2 separate regions of the Mus musculus genome follow, and region 2 is linked to region 1. A link is a contact called in public promoter capture Hi-C data. All regions are on one chromosome and are shown on one strand. Each heading gives the region's core, a stretch centred on a gene start, on an enhancer-like site or on the middle of the called end of the contact. The rest is flanking DNA. Distances are from core to core; before and after follow the strand shown. Region 1 overlaps Prkag2 (protein kinase, AMP-activated, gamma 2 non-catalytic subunit). Region 2 overlaps Prkag2 (protein kinase, AMP-activated, gamma 2 non-catalytic subunit).

Region 1 (4,538 bases), core at 1,378-3,877:
AATACTGTAAAGCTGGGGTGGTCCAAAGGTTTTCTGATTTTTCTTGAAAGCCTCCTAATGACTCTAATGGCTTTTCCCGCAGCCTCTTCGATGCTGTATACTCGTTGATCAAAAATAAAATCCACAGATTGCCAGTTATTGACCCTATCAGTGGGAACGCACTTTATATACTTACCCACAAAAGAATCCTCAAGTTCCTCCAGCTTTTTGTAAGTAGCCCCTAAAGATGCAGTTACGTTGACTGTCACTTACATCAAGTAAACGGGCTCCTGGTGCTCTCGGTAGAGGAAGCCGTTAGTCCCAAGGTCTCCGTCTCGCAACAGTTCAGCTTCTCAACTCACTACTGTGTGCACGGTGTGTTCTCCAAGCTGACACCAACTCAAATGCTTTCCGTCCTAAATCTTTTAGTCCTAGTATTAAAATAATAAAACCAGGGCATGCCCCCTGAGGACGGGCGATGTGTCAGGCTCGTGCAGGGGGTGGGGAGAGTAAGCAGTTTGTACCTCAGTCTCACTGAGGCCCATGGCATGCATGGAGGGAGCCAGGCTTTAGGGCAGAAGTCGCTTGTGGTGTGTTTATTGAGGTCATGGTTTTAGAAACATGAGCAGAAAAACACCATCCCTGGGGTTACCTCATTCTCAGCTGCAGCGGCCAGAGACTCCCAAGGCAGAACAGATGTGAGCAAGAGATACACCGTAGTGGACTTCTGTGGTTTGTGTTCCCGTGGCCTGTAGTATTAGAGGAGGCTCCAGGGGAGCGGGAATGTGGTCATTAGCCAGGAGGCACAGCAGAGGTGTTGATGGCTCAGAAAGGCCATTTGAAGTGATCTTTCTAAAGGGAACACTTGAAAGCGTCTTCCAAGGAGCTTTTCCAGGGTCCTGTCTGCAGTTCCCCATCAGGAACCAACTAAGCATACAAGTCTCCAGGAGGGCCCACGTTGATCTTCTGGAGGCAGCCTTGCAGAGCCAGGGGTTTACAGAGGTGTCAAGGGTTGAGTGATTGAGACGTGTGCGGGTGGTCCAGCTGATCGCATAGTTTAACTGAGCATCCAGAGACAAATCGCATTTCCTGATTAAATTGGGAGAAGAATAATTTGCTGAAATGCCCGTGGCATTTACTAGGCAACTAAAGAAGAGCGAGCAAGGAGTATTGTCCGTCAGTTGGTAATGGGGAGTGTAGAAGCGTTCTTTATTGAGACATCTCAGGAACCAAGGGTTTAGGCAGAGGGGCAGGTGCTCAAGGCCCACGGTTGCTAGGCTGGTGGCTCAGCCTCTGGAGCCCATGTGTGACAGCTGGCCACTGGCAGGCACTGTGCTGGGGGCTTTGCATGAGGTGTCCTTACGCAACGAAGTCCCCTGGTGCTGTTAGCACTTATTCATGGTGTCACTCATCTAATCTGAAGAGAAGGAAGTTGCCTTAATTTGGGCAAATATGGCAGGTAGAAACTTGCAGCCAGAATATTCAGCCAGGAGTTCTCAGATAGAAAAAAAAATACATATTTTTAAATAAACAAACACGATGGCCTGATTTTTACTGGACCAGGATCGTTCTGGGGAAGGGTAGTGATACCCTCCCCAGCATGCAAAAGGCAGGCAGTGAAGCGGGGATTTCTGTGGTGAGATGGATTAGGTGACCTAATAGGTCTCTCTCTCTCTCTTTTTTTTTCTCTAAATTTCTAGGAGTCTCATGATTTGAATATTGATGAACTCTTTGACTTGAACATTTTGTTTCTTCTAATTGTTCATCTTTTCCTGATAATTATAAGGTACACCAGGAAGATGGCATCAACTCTGCCCTTTATAAAAGGTGGATCTTTGAAACCATAGACATTTTTCTGTTGTAGTCCAGCCTGATCCTAGACTTTCTGCAGTTTACCCCTCCTCCTCTGAGGTAGTAAGAAAAGGGAAGTGCATTTTCAAAGGTCTGTCTGCTTTGTTCAGCCGGCCTGTTCTTTGTTAATAGTGAGAAATTGGGTCCATCCGGGAAGCGTGCGGTCATTGGAGGTGGGAACAAGGAGCAGCTTAGTCGTAGCCAGTCAGGCCTAGGATCTGCAAACACACAGGGCTTCCTGTCGCTTCAGATCCCAGGGCTGAATAGAAATCACCTAAGAATAAAGGGGTCACTCAGTGCTGGCTTTCAGGTCTTAGTTTCCCAGACAAACCTGTCGATCTCATCTTCCTACGGTTTTGGTTCAAAGAGAAGGGAAACTGAATATCTAGAATCGCTTCTTATACAAAGACAACGTGTGGTTAGCTGGTTTGAGAGAGACAGTTCTGATGGATAACACTTTCATGACAATGAGACACCAAGCTAACTGTTAGGAAAGACTTGCCTTTAATTTGTTGAACATAGTTCTTCATTCAGATCTGGATGTATGCACACTGAGAGGTCATGCTAGGGTTCTAGAACATTCTCACGTCTCTTCTTGCTCAGATGTCTGACATGCCAAAGCCTGCCTTCATGAAGCAGAACCTGGATGAGCTTGGAATCGGAACGTACCACAATATTGCCTTCATTCACCCAGACACTCCCATCATCAAAGCCTTGAACATCTTCGTGGAGAGACGGATATCCGCATTGCCTGTGGTGGATGAGTCAGGTCTGTGAGGCCACGCCTGCTCCTGGGCCTGGATGAGTGGGAAGTGAGCGAGCAGACAGCGGAGGAGGAGCGAGTGCTGGGCTGCGGCTCAGTAGTCATCAGTCAGGAAAATAACTTTAAGCAGGCTCCGTTTTCAGTTTACATCAAAATACCCTCTCCTGCTTACTTCTAAACAAGCCCGTTTGTTTTACTGAACACTGTTATCCACAGTAGTTACCTAGTTAAGACTGAGATAGATTAGATAGATAGATAGATAGATAGATAGATAGATAGATAGATAGATAGATAGGTAGCTAGGTAGATAGGTAGATAGGTAAGTAGATAGGTAGATAGGTAGATAGATAGATTTTTTTTCATTACTGTTCCTAAAATGTTTTTCTAACATATGTTTTCATTTTTAGGAAAAGTTGTAGATATTTATTCCAAGTTTGATGTAATTGTAAGTATTTTTTTCATGTTTTTAAGCCTGTCATTCAGAATGCATTTTAAAACAAATGAAAACTTAAAATACATTAAGTTGTTTATTCCATGATGTAATAATTCCTGACCTTTCCAGTGAAAGTCTTGGAGAATTTCAGTCTCCTCTCAGGGGAGCTATATCTGATAATATTGCTTTACCAGTGAGCCGTGTGTACATCTGTGATGGTCTTTACTCGGGCACTCTGATGGGAGCTCGTTGTCTCCGTCCCTACAGCCCGTGAGCCTTATTTGACCACATTTCTTTTGGGGTTGCTCTGCCGATGGGGGTGCTCAGTGAACACATGAGCTGGGCCCTCATCAGTGCAGATTCCTGCTCAGGTTGGGAGACACTGACCTAAGAAGACAGCCAGGAGACTAAGATCTAGGCCCTAGTCTCCCGCGGTTCTTAAAGCCAAGCACGTCGTGACTGCTGACCTGAGTCCCCTCACTGGTGCCTTTGCCTTTAACACTGGCTGCCCACTCATCTTTAAGATAGTTTTTGAGTTTCATACTGTGTCCAAGAAAGGGAAACTGGTTTGATAGCGGAAACGGACACACATTTTGCTACAGTTTTGACCCTGCCACTAATTATGGTTTTGCAGCTGTTTTTCGGTTCAACCAAAAATAATTTCATTAATCCAGAAATCTTTTCATTAGAACCTTGGATGAATGGACCCACTAAAATCGGTGGGGGTCATGGGAGACTCCGTGGATTTCTGGTCTTCTTGATGTTAACAAGTCCCATACTTCCCGAATAGCTCTGGGAACCCACTGGGAGACTCTGATGCAGGCGCCCTCCCTCTGAGGCATGTCAGCCTCGGCAGATGTCAGTCCATTTCTCAAGAGACACTGCTTATGTGGGGTGTAGAGCCTCCATGGACAAGAGTGGGAGGAGCCTGGCAGAAAATACTTGTTGCAGGAAATATTAAAAAAAATAGAACTGGCACGGTCCAGAGCTTGTGCCTCTGCTCCGGCGGCCTGACCCGCTATGCACTGGCAGGCAATGGCCGACCTGTTTTTATCTCATGGAGACTCTGACTCTGAACTCCACAATCTCTCCACCCAGCTTGCTAGGTTCCCACTGGCAGGTCGTTACCATGCCAACCACGTACTTCAACCCGCCTACTCACCCAGTGATTGGCTCCTTTTTTCATTAGGGGATTGGTTCACAAGAACAGCATCAGGCCCCTCCACAACAGACACTCTCAAAATGTAACCTGTCAGAGATTAACAGTACATGATGTGAGTCTCGAGGACCAGAGTTCAGATGTCAGTGTTGAGGGTTCACAAACACCCGTACCTCCAGCTTCAAGGGACAGAATGGCCTTTTCCAGCCTCCATGGGTACTGCACATGCATATACTCATACTCACAGAGACATGCATGTGTGTGTGCATGCACACAGGCATAAGTAAAGGAAAATCTCTTTAAATATACAAAACAGCATGACTCAAAATTTAAAAAGGGAGTGGGGGAGAGGT
Region 2 (4,538 bases), core at 528-3,027, 150 kb before region 1:
GCCCCAGAAGTCCAGAGAGAGGCTGTAGTGAGCACTGACAGTCAGCTGAGAGGGAAAGACAATGGAAGTCATCTCACCTTCCTGCATTTGCTCAGAAATAGCCCAACCCATCCTCTGTGCCTCGTGCAGGAGGGTCGGTGACCAGGAGGAGTGGCTCATACAGTGACAGCAGCATCAGATGCTATAGATGACCAGGGACCACGGGGCAGTGGTGGCGCACGCCTTTAATCCCAGCACTCGGGAGGCAGAGGCAGGCGGATCTCTGAGTTCGAGGCCAGTCTGGTCTACAAAGTGAGTTCCAAGACAGCCAGGGCTACACAGAGAAACCCTGTCTCAGAAAACCAAAAAAGAAAAAAGAAAAAAAAAGAAGAAGAAGAAGAGTACGACGACAAAGACGACCAGGGACCGTAGAACACACTCCTCTCCCACATCAGCAATCTCTAGATGCAGCTTGGGGCCAGGGCCTCTCCTGAGCAGCTCTGTGTGATGGGAAGAGGTGCTGGGGTCAGGAGCTAGGAGTTCCCATGGGTATTGCAGCCTGGTGCTCAACCCATAGAGCACCTGCTCCTGGGCCACTGTCTCTCAGCCCTCAGGAACCTCTTGTGTGGGTGACAGCAAGAGGGAGACAGGGAGGTGACAGGCATCTACAACATTGTCTCTTTTGCCTTAGAAAGGCATGCCTCTGCCCTTGCTCCGTTCTTCACAACATGGAACTTGTGGAAACATCTGAGGGACCTTCTGTTAGATTTCTACATATGTCTGGCCCTTTCTGAGGATGTGATGGAAGAGGCCCAAGGTGGATTAGGGATGCTACTGGGCTTTCACGGCAGAAGGGTGTGAACAAGGGAGCAGGTAGACCAGAAGAGGACAGACAGGGCAGTGAGGTCTGTCCTCGGGAACCACATTGGATGAATGAGGCAGTCCATGTGAGGGTCACGAGTCACATCCGCTTGTGCAGGTATGGGTGGCTGTGGAGCTGAGCAGAGAACTCAGTGTTCAAGACACGTTTCCTTAAGTCAGCTTACATATAAGCCAGCCTCGTCGTCTCGTGGGGCTGATGTTCTTCTTCGCTAGCCCTGCTCCTCGGCTTTTCCTAAGGTAGCACACTCGCACGTACTGTGTTTAGCTGCCGAAACTCCATCATCATGATGAAAGCACAACACTGCCTCCCTCCCTCGTGACTGATTTGCAGCTGAGCTGGACCTGAGTACAGGCTGCTCAGTGCTATGGAGTGTGTCCCCACTGTACCCTTAATGTCCTGAACTTCAGGCTTGGGGGACTGAGTATCCTAAACAGGACACATCCCACACCCCAGTGCTCTTAACTACCTAAGGGGCTGTCTGAGAACATCATCGATAGGAAAATGGGACTCCCGTGTCTCCTCTCTACACACTCTGTCTCCTGTCCTCCAGTTCTTTGTCATAATAACTGTCTCTGCCTAGCACTCTGGTCAGCTGATGGTGTGACTCTAGTATATAGCTAATGAGTCAGAACTAACCAAAGAGAGTCAATGTTGCTCGCCACCTCGGGCTGGCCAGCCACACTGCAGGAGCTGATCAGAGGGGTCTGTGGAATGGCCTGCAGATGCCCAGCAAACAACTCTGCGATCCCTGACCAACAATCCTCCCATCCCTAGCCGTCTCCACGTGGCCGTAGACAAGACAGTCTCTCTCTGAACGTGCCTTCTCACATACCAACCAGGGCCAGGAGTTGTGCCTGCCAGAAGGATCAAGGATTAGATGACATCACCGAGGAGCAGGCGCAGAGGGTGCAGGAAGGGCGGTCAGCACAAGCAGGACTGAGACTCCGAGAAGAGGAACACCCACGTACCGCTCGCTTGCTCTCAGGGAGTGTCCCCTGGGAGAGGCTGCAGACATGGCTTGATTTCTGCCCACTGCTGGCTGAGAACTGATCTCAGATCCTCTGGAGATGAGCCCACAGCAGAGCCCTGGGAACTTAGTGCAGCAGCTCCCACTTCTGTCTCTTCCAGCCGGAGGCGCTGGACTCAACACTGGATTCCAAGGCTGGCGCTTATGTCCCCGGCTTTTGGATTTCCCAGCTGCCTTCCTGGCTCCTTTGACCCCTGTTCTCTGCTTCTATCTTCAAGAGCATGGATACCCTGTCTTGCCAAACCCTCATGGTCAGTCCTGAAGCCAGCCCCCACTGGGCTCCTTCCTCCCACTGCCTCCTCTTCTCTTTTGTGGAAAAACAAGCTCAGATAAGACCAGAGCAGGGGCTGTCCCTAGTCTCAGCTTCCTGACAAACATGGAATGTTCCCTCTGGGAAACTCTGCCTTCCAGGGCCCAAGTGCCTACTCTCCATTAGCTCCTAAGAAGCAGGCATACAGTTGGGAGGGAGGCTCACCCATACACAGAGAGAGAGTCATCCAGCTATGTTGATCAGAGTATCAGTTTGCTTCGACTAGCCTAATAGCCTGGTGCCTAGGCATCCCTAGTGGCTCTAAAGGCGCCCATGGTCTGCTGTTTCCTGCCAGCCTTATCCAGGAAACAGGCAGGGAAGGGTTCCATCTTCAGGGACAGGTCTCTGTAGGAGAGTTCAGGCAGGGCCCAGCATCCTATGTTCTTTGGCTATTTTTAGGAGAAGAAAGTAGAAGGTCTGTTTTCTGGGGTTCCCTTTTCTAACTCCTAGGGCCTGCAATTCTGAATATAGAATGGGTTCTCAGTCAGTGGGGTCTCAGGGGCTCCTTGCCAATCAAAAAAGATTCAGGTCTTTTATGGCATTTAGCTCCACTCTTTGTATGAGTTTCTGAGTAAACTGTGTGTTAGCCCTCTGTATCTGAGACCTGGCTCCTTCTCCAGTCCCACTCCAGAATGCCTCCTCTACCTTGCCCACCTTCCTGCCCACCAGACTCCAGGTCTTCCCTGATCTAGGGTCCTGTGAGAGGTGGGCTTGTTGTCCTGGCATCCCTTCATCTGCTTCCCCCCTGGTCTGTGGTCTTCTGGGGCCACTGCTTCCCTGTCTGCCTTTGTCTTCTTGCACTTGCCTGGGACATCTCTTCATCAGAGCAAGCTATATGGCATAGAGGAGTGCTGTGGGCCAGTCTTCAGGGACTCTAAAGGTGACTGCCTCTAACTTGCCTTGACTCTTTGATCCCATGAACATTTCTGTAATGATACTAGAGGTGCGCAGTGTCTGGGTTAAAGCTGCAGGCCTTGAGGTCAGAGCACTCAGGAGATTTCTGCTCCCAGCCAGCACCTTTTGCCATCAAACATGGTGGCATCCTGAGCTGAAGAATGGTGAACCTCACATACACCTGACAGCTGGTGCCTTCCTAGCTCTGGAGCCATGTTGGTCCCCCACAGTCAGGGATCAGGTCCCGGTACCATGTATAGCTCTCATAACCGAGCCATTCCTGAAACTCGGCCTTCCTTCTCTTCCAGACTACAAGTCCCTTCTCTATCAAGAACTCTTCAATGCACAATGATGGTGCTGGGCAGACATATGTGAAGGACCACCTGTATGCCATGACCCATGTTAAACATCCCTTCTGTGTATAACATAGCCCAATATCTCTGCAGCCCATGAAGCAATCTAGCATCCTCATGGTGTAGAGAAGAGACAGATGCAGGGGGCCCAGGTCACTCATCCACCCACATTGCTGGTGCAGGACTTATACTCCCGTCTCTGTCCAAATCCTTGCTCATTTTATCGTTGCTTTAGGGGATCCTCTCATTCTGGTATGCGTGGTTCCTACGGCAGGTGAGGGTCTGCCTCTTGGCTCCCCATTCCTTATTTCATGGCAGTCCACCTACCACCTAAAGAACCTCTTTCCTTAAAAGTTATTCTCAGAAGTCACCCTTAGTCCCATAGGCAAATGGGATGGTGGCTAAATTGAAGAGGCAAGGAATCTAACTGATTTTTGTTGTAAGTAGGAGGAGAGTTGATTTGAACATCTTCTATGGAGGTGGCTCAGTTATAAGATCCTGGCCACATTGTCAGAAGCCATTCAGGAAGGAGTTGGTATCAAGTGGGTCACGCGGTTATAGCTTATCAAAAGACCCTCACTCATAAAGACCACAGAGACTACCATTGTTGCAAAACACATGAGGATTTTACTTATCCAGCATATTGGGGAACCCCCTCTCAGCACACAGGCCAGAGGAGAGACCCAGAACAAAGAAAGAACACACTTTTTATACCTTTTTAAGGGCTGGATATAGGTACCAGGGTAATTTGGCTTATTTTAATTGGTGTAGCCAATAACCGTTTTAGACATTGGTTGGTTTGTATAGGGTGACTCTCATTTTGTTTGTCCTTGTGGTTTTTAGTGTGAGGTGGGGCAGGGGAATTGTTAATCTTGTTTTTGACCACTAAAACTATGTTTCTATATTTGTTTAGTGAGTCAACTTTTTAATCTGACTCTGTACTTGGCCTGCTAGTACAGTTTGGAAAGTCCTTTTGAAGGGGGAAGATACAGGGTAGTCTTGAATTTATTTTGGATATTACACCGTACCTGTACCTCCATGTGACACTTCCTTAGGGTCAGGTGGAGAATGACAGAGGAAATTGATAGTCTC

What was found. Capture Hi-C pulls out chosen DNA fragments and counts their contacts.
Region 2: a promoter capture Hi-C map of adipose tissue shows a contact between it and region 1. The contact joins two enhancer-like sites. A contact is called at or near these places in 2 of 39 promoter capture datasets (embryonic stem cells and liver), 2 of 15 datasets of contacts at CTCF or cohesin (large pre-B cells and pro-B cells), 1 of 484 Hi-C or Micro-C datasets (Th2 cells), 1 of 115 datasets of contacts at active chromatin or transcription factors (embryonic stem cells) and 2 of 9 other capture datasets (adipose tissue and liver).

Annotation. Positions count from the first base shown.
Region 1 is chr5:24,869,555-24,874,092 of GRCm38.p6, reverse strand. Prkag2 (protein kinase, AMP-activated, gamma 2 non-catalytic subunit) reads left to right here. Exons shown (of 16, transcript NM_145401.2): 11 at 83-209; 12 at 2,434-2,599; 13 at 3,001-3,038. Among named protein-coding and RNA genes, the nearest start is that of Rheb, 29 kb to the right of the region's middle. Within about 2 kb of position 2,627, at least 69 of the 459 cell types and tissues checked have an H3K27ac peak or open chromatin away from gene starts, as enhancers often do. A contact at or near this core is called in adipose tissue, where this site is marked.
Region 2 is chr5:25,023,155-25,027,692 of GRCm38.p6, reverse strand. The region is part of intron 2 of Prkag2 (protein kinase, AMP-activated, gamma 2 non-catalytic subunit); the gene reads left to right. Among named protein-coding and RNA genes, the nearest start is that of 1500035N22Rik, 40 kb to the right of the region's middle. Within about 2 kb of position 1,777, at least 65 of the 459 cell types and tissues checked have an H3K27ac peak or open chromatin away from gene starts, as enhancers often do. A contact at or near this core is called in adipose tissue, where this site is marked.